Linked DNA regions of Anas platyrhynchos: region 2 is linked to region 1. The links are chromatin contacts, called in public Hi-C maps. All regions are on one chromosome and are shown on one strand. Each heading gives the region's core, a stretch centred on a gene start, on an enhancer-like site or on the middle of the called end of the contact. The rest is flanking DNA. Distances are from core to core; before and after follow the strand shown. Region 1 has its middle 37 kb from the start of INPP5A. Region 2 overlaps INPP5A (inositol polyphosphate-5-phosphatase A).

What was found. A called contact is a pair of places that touch in the nucleus more often than the background predicts.
Region 2: a Hi-C map of F5 follicle shows a contact between it and region 1, with 2.4 times the contacts expected there. The contact joins two enhancer-like sites. A contact is called at or near these places in 2 of 8 Hi-C or Micro-C datasets (F5 follicle and liver).

What each region holds. Positions count from the first base shown.
Region 1 is chr6:41,098,499-41,101,234 of IASCAAS_PekinDuck_T2T, forward strand. No RefSeq gene overlaps it. Among named protein-coding and RNA genes, the nearest start is that of INPP5A, 37 kb to the right of the region's middle. Within about 2 kb of position 1,458, at least 4 of the 8 cell types and tissues checked have an H3K27ac peak or open chromatin away from gene starts, as enhancers often do. A contact at or near this core is called in F5 follicle, where this site is marked.
Region 2 is chr6:41,190,587-41,193,409 of IASCAAS_PekinDuck_T2T, forward strand. The region is part of intron 1 of INPP5A (inositol polyphosphate-5-phosphatase A); the gene reads left to right. Among named protein-coding and RNA genes, the nearest start is that of INPP5A, 55 kb to the left of the region's middle. Within about 2 kb of position 1,540, at least 3 of the 8 cell types and tissues checked have an H3K27ac peak or open chromatin away from gene starts, as enhancers often do. A contact at or near this core is called in F5 follicle, where this site is marked.

The sequences.
Region 1 (2,736 bases), core at 208-2,707:
CAGGGTACTACCTAGCTTCAGAAACTGGCCCTCCAGATGGGCACAGGTGAGCAAAGTGCCAAAGCAGGGTGTCCCTGACTGCCAGCGCCTCCAAAGGACGTGCTGGAGTGCACAACACACACCGTCTAGAAGCACGTTGTCTGCTTCTGAGCAGGGGCCCTTCTGAGCAGCTGTGTGCTGGTTTCTCTTGGTAGTTCCTAAGCCACAAATCATCTGTGCTTCAGAAACCTCCTTCTTTTTCTTAAGGAATGACCAAGGCGATGAGCGACCCACAAGGGGACAATCCTCGATAGCTGTGCTTCAGTGCTGACCGCTCAATGCATGCTCACTTTGTAATACCCAGTGTGTCACAAAGTACCCACAAAGACACGGGAAAAAAAATGGGAAAAACACCCAGATTGTGAGGGAACCAGGCTCCTGCCAAAGGCCTGGATGCTGGATCATCAATTAATCACTTCATTCATCTTTCTCCTGCCTTGTCCGTGTTTGGACCATAAGCTTCTCACAGGTGAGACTGGCTTACCTCTGAACGGCACAGTGGAATAACAAATATTTAGCTGAAACACTCCAACATGTAGGTAGTTTATTTTTATTTTTTCCCCTGGGCCCTCTATTTCTTTATTGTAGGAGTTCAAAGCAACAGCACTCACGTGAGCAGCACTCAGCGGTAAGCCAGAAGCCAAGGGCTCTCTTTTACTATTGCCATTCTATTTTAAGAACAGGGCATTATTGTTAATATATTTCTTATGTTTGGTTTCTCTCAGAGTCAGTTTGTTTAACTAATAGGCAGATTTATTTACTGGAAGGAGGAGGAAAGCAGCAGTTAAAAGGATGCAGCAAACAAAGCAAACATTAATCTTGTCCCTGGCAAAACCACTGGCAGCACCTTGGAATTTTTTCAACTTTTCTACAAGGTCTTTAGGTTGTAGTCAAAATAATGCCTTAATCTGCACATTCCCAACTCCAAGGTCTGCTCTGAAAGTCCTCAGGAATAAGGTCTTGTGCTGGAGAAGGCTCTGCCGCAAAGAGTCATGGCACTCCCTTGGCCGCTTAGGAACTGATGCCGAAAGAAAAAGTAATTCCCATATAACCCCACAGGAGATTCCTTACAGCTGCTCAGAGCCTACAGTACAGTCACTTTCCTGATTCGAAAGGTAAAAAAACAACAACAACAAAATCTCCAGCTGGAGAAAACAATTATTCAAGTTTATTTTTTTCTTCTCATTTTTATCAAATGACGTAGTTCCGTTCCGTGAAGACCACTAAAATTAAGATTCTCCCTTTGCTGAGAGGTGACATAACTCTAAGTTTCCATAAAAATGGAATTTGATCAAAAGAAACATTCTCAGTCTGACAGCTCAGTTTTTCCACTTGGGCATTCCCATCTATCTCTCTGAGGAGAGTGATTCAGACCGAGCATCCCACATGGTGAAGATACACTTGAAAGAGAGAAATCCCAGTGAAATATTTTGACTTTGATCACATTTCAGTGAAATGTCATTTCCCTGAAAGTGTGCCAGAGGCTGAGGAGTGTTGAATCTGGAAGCCGATCCCTGCCTCAGGGTCTGTCCCACCCCACGGCGCTGTCACAGGCACTGGCAGCTGGAGCGGCCCCGGGACAGCACAACCAGGCTGCACTGCAGTGCCCAAGCACAGCTCTGTGTTTTAGAGTGCCCACTGGGTTTTGGAAAATGCTCTGAATGCCAGATTAATCTTAGTGAAGTGCTGGATTTGGGTACACGTGCCCACAAATACGCATGTTATCTGTGGATTACAGTGATGAGATATAAGGAGACCATCTGTTCTTTTAGTTCTTGGTGACCTATTGCTCTACATGCTTATATCTGTGCAGAATAGCATTTGTTTTTTTTCCTGCAGACCTCCTGTAGTTAAAAAATAGTAATATTTGAAATGTTAAAAAAAAATAAATATTGCCAATGTGAACGTGAGTTGGCTGGACAATTATTTGCTTTTAACCTTAACATCCATGGTTCTTACACTGAAGCTAACACTGACAACCTTTGAGATCCTGACAGTCCCACTAAAACCAGTAAGACTATTCACATCACAGAGGATAAGAGATAACACACGTGATTACTGCAGTTTATTTGGGGGTTAATGGCTTATACAGTGTAATTTTAGGGAATAATAGAATATTTATATGCCTTTTTCAAAGCTGTGTGAAGCCACAAGTTTTGAGGAGCTTGAGTAATTAGCAACACCAGAAATGTTCCTTATCTTTTGACTCATGAACCACAAAGGGAGAATGCTTGCTCAGTTTCTTATTCATTTCCCTTGTGATCACCCCTGGACTCAGTTTTGCATCCGGGTTGAGATCCAAGAAAAGTGAGATTAATTAGTTCAGAAGGTAAACCAACAGTTTCTTTGCTCACAAAAATTGTCAAAGAGCTTTCTTTCTTCTTCTCCTTTGTTTTACAAAATGTTAATTTTGCTTAAACATCAACACATAGCACTTTGTCAAAGAAAAGCATTTTAATCTCATTGCAATGTGTATGGCCACGGTGTCCTCCGCCCCCTGGAGCATCCCAAGGGTGAACCTTTCTTCAGCAACAAGCACTGATTGCAATGCTCAAGCTGTGGGCATTCGTTGCCTTCAGGCCCCGTCTGGTTTCCTTGATGCTGGTCTATGCCCATCTCTTGCAGGTACACTTTGTTCTCGCCCTGCTTTGTGTGTTCCCTGCCTGATGCTGAGAATGAAAGCCGATGGATTTGGCC
Region 2 (2,823 bases), core at 290-2,789, 92 kb after region 1:
GGGGGAGCTGGAGTCCTCCCCCCCAGCCCCCCAAAAAGAAATATAATAATAATAAAAAAAAAAACAAACACTAGAATTGTGTTAGCTTTGGGTCACTTTGCTCTGTGATGAGCCTCTGCAGGTTGTTCATCAGAGAGATCGCTTTTTCTGCTTGTGCTTCGGTTTGTCTAGCCAATTTTTCAATATTTGATCTGATTTCATGACAACAGTCTCGGCTGGCATATGGGAGGTAGGTGCAGAGCTGTTGCAGGGCCCTGCAGCAGCCTTGGCATCCCTTGGATGTACTCACTGGGCTTGATGTTTAAGCTCATAGCATTGGCACTTAGTCATGGAGCAAATGGGGAGCTTCTACTGCTTAGAGTTGCATTTAAAAGCAGAAATAACATCGTGCTTTATATCCTCTGAGATTCTGATTTATATCCTGAAGTATGAATAACTTTCTTTAAATTTCATGACTGGTAGCGCTTTCTACTTACAGAAAAAGAAAAAAATATATAGGTACTGTAATCTGTAGAGCATGTTCTGTTATTTACGGATTTGCAAACTGATTTAACTTAGAATTTCTAAACACGATAAATAATAAGTTTAGATTTATGCGTAGCAGAGAGAGACAAAGTAGGTGAGGCTCTTAGCGGAGACTCCCGCACTTTGTAGCGTGTTTACACCAAATTCAGGTTTGGGGTGTTTCGGATGTTGTGAGAACTTGTCGGTTAGTCCCTTTCTGTAAATCCAGGCTGTAAATAAAAGTGGGATTCTCTAACGGGCTTTCACAAATGACTGTTTTCTGTCAATTTTGGATTACTTTTGAAACTTAGTAGGTCCCCGAGGCATCTTGTGACTAGTATAAATAAAGTAAAGAGAAGTTAGGAGTGTGTGGTTTTTAGTTGGTTTTCTGTTTGTTTTTAAACAAAAATTGCCTATTACCTAATAAGACCATACTTTCCATTTTGAAAACAAACACGCAGCAGTGTTGAAGTCTGCTTGTGGTCTGATGCAGGACTTGCTTATCGAGCTTTCATAACTGCCAAAAATGTTTAATTAGAAATTTCACAATCCCCAAGGTCTTGCTTTCTTGATAGTTTGAGTTGAGCCGTTTTGTGTGGATCATATACAAATCATATACAAAGCGTGTGTGCAAGTTCCCCATACACGGCTGTTTCGTGGGCTGATTAAAAGCCTGTAGATCGCGTGCTGTCGTCATCATTTAAGGTTAGAAACCGGCTTGAAATCACAGCAGCTCCTGGTTTGTTTTCTTCTTGTTGCTTCTATAAAAGTGCCGGTTCTTACCTATTAGTCACTGGCTTGACTTGTTAAGTTCAAAATGAGTAGAAAAAGGGTTAAGTTGTGGAAACAAGCAGTTAAAAGTCAGCATTCTTCTGGAGGGAATATTTTATCCCTTGCTTGGTTGCCTACAGTTCTTATTTGCGTCTGCAGCTTCCTTATTCTGGCTTTGTGTGATGTTGTTCGGCTGAGGGGAAGGGCATGGGTGGGAGCCGTGGATGTTTTGTTCTGCATGTTTATTAATTTAAGACGTCCCTGAACGCGGGCCAAGATCCATCCCGGTTGGCTTCAGGCGCGGCGCAGAGGCCTCTGCTGCGATGGTCTGGTCGTGGTGCCTGCGCTCAGCCGCCTGCCCCCGCAGCCTCCGCGCACGCAGGGCCCAAGCACAGCAGGCGGCTTCCCGGGCAATGCTGAGGCGGCATCGCGAGAAACAAGGATCGCTCCTGCAGGGCAAAAACTTGGCCTTCTGGACCAGTAAAGTCTGAATTCCAGAATCAACAAGGGGTGATCAACAGAAGGGGGGCAAGGGAGAGCTGGGGACAAAAGTAGCACTTTTTCCCCCCTCAGCTTTCAAAAAAAAAAAAAAAAAGTATTTTTTGGGTCAGCACGGGGGAGGCTACTCAATTCTTCAGCCACCTGTGAGCGAAACTTCATTCAACAGGCAGTCAGAACAAATGAATAATTTTAAAGTTGCATTCAACTATTTGAAAATAGCACATATGATGGGAGAACAGAGCAAAATGGGAATTTTCATGCCAGTATGTTTGCGTCTGACTGGCTGGTGTCATCCATCCTCCCTTCAGTAACAGTTATAGGCATCTCTCTGGTTTCCAGTGTAATACGTTCTGCTGCCTCCAACAAACGCTGTGCATTCCGGCTATTTCTGTAAGAGAAGAGGCTGATTCGGGTCTGCGTTCCCGCTGTGATGCAGAAATTAGCGAATCTTGTTGACAGTAGAACTCAGTGAATGTCCTGGCTGTTTCTGTATTTGGCACGTGGAAGTCAGCTATCTACCTTCATAACTGTATCTGTATGTTTCTGAAAAACGCAGAACTTGGTGCTTTATTATGTTTGTGCTTCTTCAGGTTTCGTAACTCATGTAGCAATCTTGTACTCTTCTCCCAGCTTGTCTTTGACAGGAGCTCTAATGTGCCTGAGCATCCTGCAAAAGCACAGTAGTGCCTCTGGGCCAGTTTGTTAGAATTAAATGCACGTAATTTGATTTGAAGCTATGTCCTCAAATTGCAGAAACTGGGTATCAGCAGTTCGTATAAAGTTGTTGATATCCAGGCAATGAGCATGTACTTTAAAAGCAGATATTTTGATATTAAAATTTAGTATTAAATCAACAGGCTTGATTGCTTGATAAGCTTGTAAGTACACAAACATAGTGAAGTCATACACAAAATGTGCACCTTCTCAGTGAAAACCTGAGGAGACTCAGAAATCAAAAAGGAAAAGTCTGTCCATTAGAGCTCCTGGAGGAACATTTAAATGCCCTTTTTTCTGTAACTGTGGAAAAAACTACTCACTTGAATGCAT